Linked DNA regions of Mus musculus: region 2 is linked to region 1. A link is a contact called in public HiChIP or PLAC-seq data. All regions are on one chromosome and are shown on one strand. The core of a region is the stretch at or near the end of the contact, and the rest is flanking DNA. Distances in the headings are between cores, read along the strand shown.

Evidence for each region. HiChIP or PLAC-seq counts read pairs in DNA pulled down with a chosen protein or histone mark.
Region 2: a contact with region 1 is called in an H3K27ac HiChIP or PLAC-seq map of SST interneurons, with 4 times the contacts expected there. The contact joins the enhancer-like site here to the promoter of Eif4g3 in region 1. A contact is called at or near these places in 6 of 484 Hi-C or Micro-C datasets (bone marrow-derived macrophages, embryonic fibroblasts, nephron progenitors and 1 more), 22 of 115 datasets of contacts at active chromatin or transcription factors (the HPC-7 cell line, PVALB interneurons, the SCID.adh cell line and 15 more) and 3 of 9 other capture datasets (adipose tissue, liver and pancreatic islet).

Annotation. Positions count from the first base shown.
Region 1 is chr4:137,991,811-137,995,236 of GRCm38.p6, forward strand. It overlaps Eif4g3 (eukaryotic translation initiation factor 4 gamma, 3), which reads left to right and starts at 1,646. Exons shown (of 35, transcript NM_172703.3): 1 at 1,646-1,817; 2 at 2,172-2,334.
Region 2 is chr4:138,083,241-138,086,666 of GRCm38.p6, forward strand. All of the region lies in intron 4 of Eif4g3 (eukaryotic translation initiation factor 4 gamma, 3), which reads left to right. Among named protein-coding and RNA genes, the nearest start is that of 1700095J12Rik, 54 kb to the right of the region's middle. Within about 2 kb of position 1,776, at least 28 of the 459 cell types and tissues checked have an H3K27ac peak or open chromatin away from gene starts, as enhancers often do. A contact at or near this core is called in PVALB interneurons, SST interneurons and stem cell-derived neural progenitor cells, where this site is marked.

The DNA of each region.
Region 1 (3,426 bases), core at 396-2,895:
TACATGTAAAGCTTTTTTTTTTTTTTTTTTTTTAAGGGCCCGGTGGTGAGTGCCTATAATTCTAGTACTTGGAGGGTAGAGGCAAGACAAGCAGGAGTTCAAGGTTATCCTCAGGCACGTGGAGAGATGAGGCTAGCCTGAGCTACTTAAGACTCTCTCAAAAAGAAGCAAGCAAGCCAACAAACCCAGAGAAACCAACGACCACCCCAACTCTGAAACCCACCAATGTAGCAGGAGTCAGGACACTAATCTTGTTTGTATGTTCATGTGTATGGCGACCAGGGGACAACCTCAGGTGTCTTCTTCTGGTGCTGTCACCTTTTATTCTGGAGACAGGGTCTCTCACTGGCCTGGAACTCATCAGATGGAGTGGGCTGTGACCAGTGAGCCTCAGGGAACTGTTGGTCTTCACCTCAATGCTGGGACTGTATACACCTCTCGCACACCAGACTTTTCCTGAGTGAATTCTGGAGTCTGCACTTGGGTCCTAACGTTTGCAACTCAAGCACACAGGACACAGGACACTAATTTTACCTCTGTCCACGTTGGTCATGTGACCTTGGCAAAGTCTCCTGTCAGCTTTGAGCTGCCTCAAAAAAAATTTTTTTTTAATAGTGTAGATGATAGCTAAACTTCTTTGGACCCCAGAGTCTTCATTTGTAAGAATAGGTATTTACCTATTTCTTGGGATTATATGAGCTAATGCAGTACTCCATATCTGCACAGTTCGGAGGTGTCTGCGACTCCTTTTCTGTCAATGTTACTGTGTCCTGGGGACAATGCCTCTATTGAGGGGCGCAGGTGTGGTGTGCAAAGTGTGAATGGATGTGGGGGGAGGAGACCTTATCCACAGGAGTTAGCCAAGCAAAAGAAGATGGGCAGCCGACTACAGGTTGTAGTCAAAGGCCCCTCCAGTCTTGGGGAAGACTGTGGGAAGATATCCACTCTACAGAGCTTAGGGTCAGTTTCTGGCAAGGCAGGCCATTTTGCATCCTAGAAGGGTAAGGTTCATCCTAGAGAAGGTGGGATCCCGTTTCTGAATCCGCTCCATCCCTTCCCAGCCAGGCGACCTTGGGGCAGTCACTTTTCTTCTCCGGGGCCTCCTCTGCAAAATGGGGCTCCTCGTTCCATTTCGCACTTTGGGCATCTGAGGACGACGTGTCGACATAATGCCCATGGCTGGCGACGTCAAGGGCCGGCGAGTGGCATCTGTTATGTTAATAAGTCCTTGAGGCGGGCGGGTTCCTAACTGTCGGTTTGTGCTCTGGCTTAGCGGTTCCCTCCGCAGCGCCTCGGTTTTTCCGCTCCGCCGCCTCTCGACGCTTGCTTGGCAGGTCTCGACGGACCGCGGCCTCGGGTGCCGTTACTATTGTTCTTCGAGGCTGAGCTCTCTCCCTACAGACGTGCCCTTCGGTCTCTCCCTCAGCTCCGCACCGCGCCGCGGAGATCCTCAGCCGTCCCGGATCACCGATCTTTCCCGAGAAAGAGTGTCAGCTCCTGCGGCGTTCCCGAACAGCGGCCGAAGGCGCTCCCGAGCGCTCCCGAAGAAGCCCGGCCGCTCGCGGTCTCCGGAAATAGCCGAGAGAGCTTGCCACCCTCGGTCTGCCGAGTCCTTCCGAAAAGGGCCGAAAAGCTCCGAGCGGCCGTCCTGCCGGACTGCTGGAGGCGGCCGCAGCGCCATGTTGGATGCTCTGCTCGTTGAGTGAAGAAAATCCGTCCGCATCGCCCGAGCCCCGCTACCGAGAAGGGCGCCGCTTCCCCCGGGGAGGGGGACAGAGACCCCCCGCCGCCGGCCCATGAGGATATTGCCGTGAAAGGTCCGGTCTCTCCGCCTCCTGCCCCTGCCGGGTCCGGCCCCCCCCTCCCCGGGGTCGCGTTGTCACGGAGACCGGCAGCCGGTGGTGCTGGCCCGCGGGGCGGCTGCTGCTGCCCGCGGCGGCGGCGGCGGAGGCGGCGGCGGCGGAGGGCGTGTGTGACCGGTCCCGGCCCCCTCCTCCTCCTCCTCCCAGCCTCCCCCCGGCCCCCCGCTCCCGCCGCCTCCCCGGGTCTGCCCCCATCCCGCCCCTCCGCTGCCCCCGGCCCCTGCACCCCGGCGCGCCCGGTCCCGCTCTGGGGGGGTTGGTGGCTTCGCTTTGCCATGAGTTTACCGCAGAAACCGGCTCTGAAATCAGGCTCAGCGGCTGCAGCAGGAACCGGACCCGGCACCGGAGCGGCGGCGGCGGCGGCGGTACCGCCTCCTCATCCGGCGGCAGCGGCGGCGGCGGCGGCAGTAGCGGCAGCGGCGGCCCCTCCTCACCCGAACATCAGGGCCCTCCAGACCCCGGCGCCCCAACAGTATCCTTTTCACCTTCCGGCGGTCCAGAGCGACCCTCGGTGGGAACCTCCTTGCCTGCCGTCATAGCCCGGCCAGAAAAGGGACGGGCAGCCGCTCTGCTCCCGGCTTGACCCGAGCTTTTGGGGTGCACCGGTGACAGCATTGCTGGGGACCCCGGGACCCTCTGCGGTACCGTGAACACTACTAGCTCCACCGGGCCGTGCCTCTGCAGCTCTTGTGGATCTGGGGGGAACCCTGCCCTTGGCTGCTCCCTCCCCTTTCTTGGGCAGAATTTGCTGGTGCCTAGGACCAGCCCTGCGGGCAAGGCTTTTCTGACTGTTGGGAGGCCCTGCCTTCTGCGGGGCTCGGTAGCCTCTCTAATTATTATTTAGGATTCATAGCAAAGTTTATTGCTAAATTTTCTGTTGGAAACGAATCAGCTCATTCCTGAGGTAAGTTGGGTCTTCAGTCTTTACTGCAAGTGTACAAAAAGCACCCCCCCCCGCTAGTGTTTTGTTTTATTTTATTTTATCGTATTTTATTTTTTTAAGCAATTAGAGTTGTGTTGTGGCTTGTGGTGGAGCCGGCTAAGGAGGAAATGTTACACTGGGCGCTTCCCTGTCTTTGACCTTTCTAAAGGAAGAGGAAGTTAACTCACATTACCCAGTACCCCCAGAAGTCTCACTTCTTCTAAGACTGGTGTTAACGCTGTATATCTTTTTTAAAGGGCTTTAGTAAGTTTGCTGCTCCGTAGGGTGGTGTCTGGAGGGTACCAGGGCTCCCAAGGAAGGGTCTTAGTTTTGAATGTGTCTTAATTTCATGGTATAGAAGTTGGGGCAGCTTTGATTGAAAAATCTTGGTACCTGGTATTTAAGTCAGAATAAAACGTCGAATTCACAGCTCCTATGGAGTAAAGGAAGGTGATACTCCTTTGGATCCCCACTGGGTTTCTCTGTGTAGCCCTGGCTGCCCTAGAACTTGCTCTGTAGACCAAGCTGCCCTTGAACTCAAGAGATCCGCCTGCCTCTGCCTCCTGAATGCTGGGATTAAAGGTGTGCGTTACCATCGATGGGCAAGCAGAGGTGTTGTTACCTATCTGAGAATAACATTTC
Region 2 (3,426 bases), core at 526-3,025, 92 kb after region 1:
CTTAGCATTTTACTTGTACCGCTGGGAATTCAGAAAAGTAAATGACGGTGAGTGCTGTGGGAAGAAGGGTTTCCCAACCAGGTCACCAGACGGCTCTAACCATTCGACAGTATGGTCACGTGCATGATGTCCACCCAGGCGTGTTCATCTCTTCTGTGGTAAATGAATTGCCATACAGATGTGAGTGCAGTCATCCTTGCTCACCCTCATGTGGATTGCAACACGTCTAAGACGGGCTCCAGGCCATCCTCCTGTCTCACAGTACACAGTGGCTTCTGCTCTCCAAGCCTGAGCGTCGTCTCCTTCCCTGCATGTGTAGCTCTGGGCAGAAGGTGTCTCTAACATCTCATCGCACCTCACGTCCCTCCTTGTACTTGAGCTCTGTGGAGTCTTGGAATACAGGATCTTCTTTTTGCACCCGACCCTGCTTTTTTGCTTGTAGCACAGGAAGGTCATTGCATTAGCTCCTGCTCATTTGATTTCATGCATGAAGTTTGAATTGTTGAAATGTTCCAGAGACTTGCTTAAAGAGCTAGGAGAGTCTAGGCTGCACAGAGTGGCCTGTCTTTCTCACCTCTTCCTGCCTTCCTTTCCCTCGGTGCCTTCTTCTCCAGCATCCTGTTCTTAGATCCTGGTTCCCCGCAGTTGTCGGAGGAGCCATTTGTAGATTTGTGGGACTTTAGACATTGTTGCCTGTTTGCTTGTCTCCTGTTTTGCTGAAACGGTGAACCCCCAATGTCTGGTGCAAGTTTTGTTCTAAGAGTGGTTTGGGAATGTGGACACTTGGCTTTTAGAGAGGGCCTGAGAACACGGCAGAACCACTTACATAGCCCCCTCCCCCATCCTAATTGTTAAGTATAGATGTCATGGTAAGCTCTTACTGTAGAGAACTCTGTGGCCCTCTCCCCTACCCCATTTAAATGATGGGGAAAAACAGTCAGAGAGAAATGACATGGTTAGAGCTTGGCGCAAAACCTGACTGAAGAGCTGCATCTCTAAACCAGTTTTCTCGACAGCCCGGCAGAACAGTGCCAATACATTGCACAGACACCCGGAAGAGGAGGAAGGTTTTGGAACAGAGCCCCGTTTACAGGTCCTTGGCTGGAAGAGGCTGGATAAAATACTACATTGTAAGCAATATAACAAACTGTACTTCTTGCAGGCGGCAGTGCCTCCGGCACACATTATTTCTGACCACATCTACATATTGGCTGATGAACGGAAGTGCATTGATTGCTTCTTGCCTGGAAGTTCAGCCTGGCATGCTAGCTCCTGCCAGGCACCGTGGGAAAACCTGTACAAATTGGGTGGGTCATCTATTGGGAATTAGACAGGAATAATCGGGCTTTACCTTATTCCCCCTGTTTTAAGTGTGAAGTGGAACGTCCCGTTCAGATTCTAATCTAAAAGATGAATTGGGAGGCTTCTTGCCTACCCTTTCCAGTTTATAATTGATTATCAAGGGGACAATTATCTGTAGTTATCAGCCATTTTCACCCTTGTGGTCATAAACTCCTCAGCTACTATCCTGTTTGCAGTTTTTTTCATCTCTTTGGTAGTGACCATTACCACCCACATTACTAAAACCCACACATGGCACATTCCATTCCATGCCCAAAGCAAGGGCAAGACTAGCAGCGCCTCGGCTACTCTTGCTTATTGTTCTGGGTCTAATAGCTTTTGTTTTGTTTGTGTTGGAGCCGGGAGGGTAGACTTGGGTGTGAAGCTTGGCGGGATTGCATTTTCTGTTCCCATCCCAAGCTGCCATGTCATTGTCCTCCATCCTCCAGCTGCGGGAACTGGCAAGGAGAGGTGTGGGACTGCGCAGAGGGGCCTGCAGCTTAATCAACAGTGGCAAACTAATTCCATTCTGTTTCTGCTGTAACAGGCCATTGGCCATGCATAGGGTAGCCTTTCTCCGAGCATCTGCTTTTTCAGTCCTACTGGCTTCAAGTCCCCCTTCCCGCTCCAGTGTCCCTTCTGTCTGTATTTCTAGTTGCTCCCCACTCGCAGCGTTAGATTGAGGATGCAGAGGCCCTTGCTTCTCCCTGTTGAAAATGCTGACTCGCTTCCCGTCTGCTGCTTTCTCTTGATGGAGCTCTTCATACTGCAGTTTGTCTTTAAATGGGCTGAGAAAAACAGTGAAGCTATTGCAGTCTAATTTGGAATAGGAACAATTTGGCTTTTGTAGTAATCTGTAACTGTTCCATTGGCCATACTCAGTTACCAACTGTGCACAGCAGGGAAGGCCGTGGTGGGTGGCAGTAACCCTGGGTCTGCTCAGCTCACTAGCTGCTTTCCTTCATAGGTACAACCTCACCATCTCTAAAAAAAGTTAAAAGAAAAAGTTTCTATTTTAACACGGGCCAGCAGTGACTACAGTTTGTTCTGTTGCTTACAGCCATCCATAGGGTCAGACTGACTCTAAAAGACAGCCCTACAGCCCTCGGGACCAATGCAGAGCAGTCCAGGGATCTTCCAGGGCCTTCAAACTGACGCAGTTATGGTTTTCTTCTTAATCTATGTACACTTTTGTAAGACATGTCTCTTGACTGGAACTTTGCGGTTGTCTGAAGTTGGACTCTTGAAGTTAGAACCTTGGAAATGGCGCCTTTCTGCAGAGTGGCGATGAGACGGGCTTCCCGTGCCGCTGTGTTTGAAGTGGCCCTCTGACAGTTTTCTTCACATGTATCACCAGAGATCTCTCCTGCTACCCTCTACTTTCATGGCATCCGGATGGTTTTGCCTAATCTTGAAACTTGACGTCCATAGTGGAGAAACTAACTGCTCTGTTCTCAAAAATGAACAACGAAAAATTCAAAGCCTTAGTTTCTGTAAAGAGGAGAGATTCTAGAGGACTCACTCCTCACTGCCACCTTCTGTCGTCTGAAAAGCCAATTTACCAGATTTGGTGGCTTTTCTCACAGGCTATGAGCAAGCCCAGATCATTAAAGCACTCTTGTAAATACTTGATGACCTTGTAGCCTCTGAGGTAGGCTTTCTTGTCAGAAATGCGTGTTGAGTGGGCTCCCACCCTGGGGCGGTGTGGCGTGGTCCACAGGACTGCTGGACATTTTCAGTCCAGCGTAGCACAGTAGGGTGAGTTACACACTGGATGTTCCTCTTGTTGGTGAATGAAGTGCTAAGTGGAGAAGAGTGGCTCGCACTCTCACAATCCGGCTTCCTCTGGGGTTATAAAGGCACAGGGGCTGCCATGACAGAGGTTTGCTTCTTGCTTAACTCCGATGTTCTCACTGCTAAAGGAGGGGGAGGGGGTTACCTCCAGGTGGCTTTGTATGCTGTATTTCCTCTGTTTTCTGTAGTTAAAATTATTATTGGGGGCCAGCTTTTGCTCTGATAAATTATATAGTTCCAGAGGGTTTTTTTGTTTTGTTTTGTTTTGTTTTTGTGTGTTGTTTTTGAAGT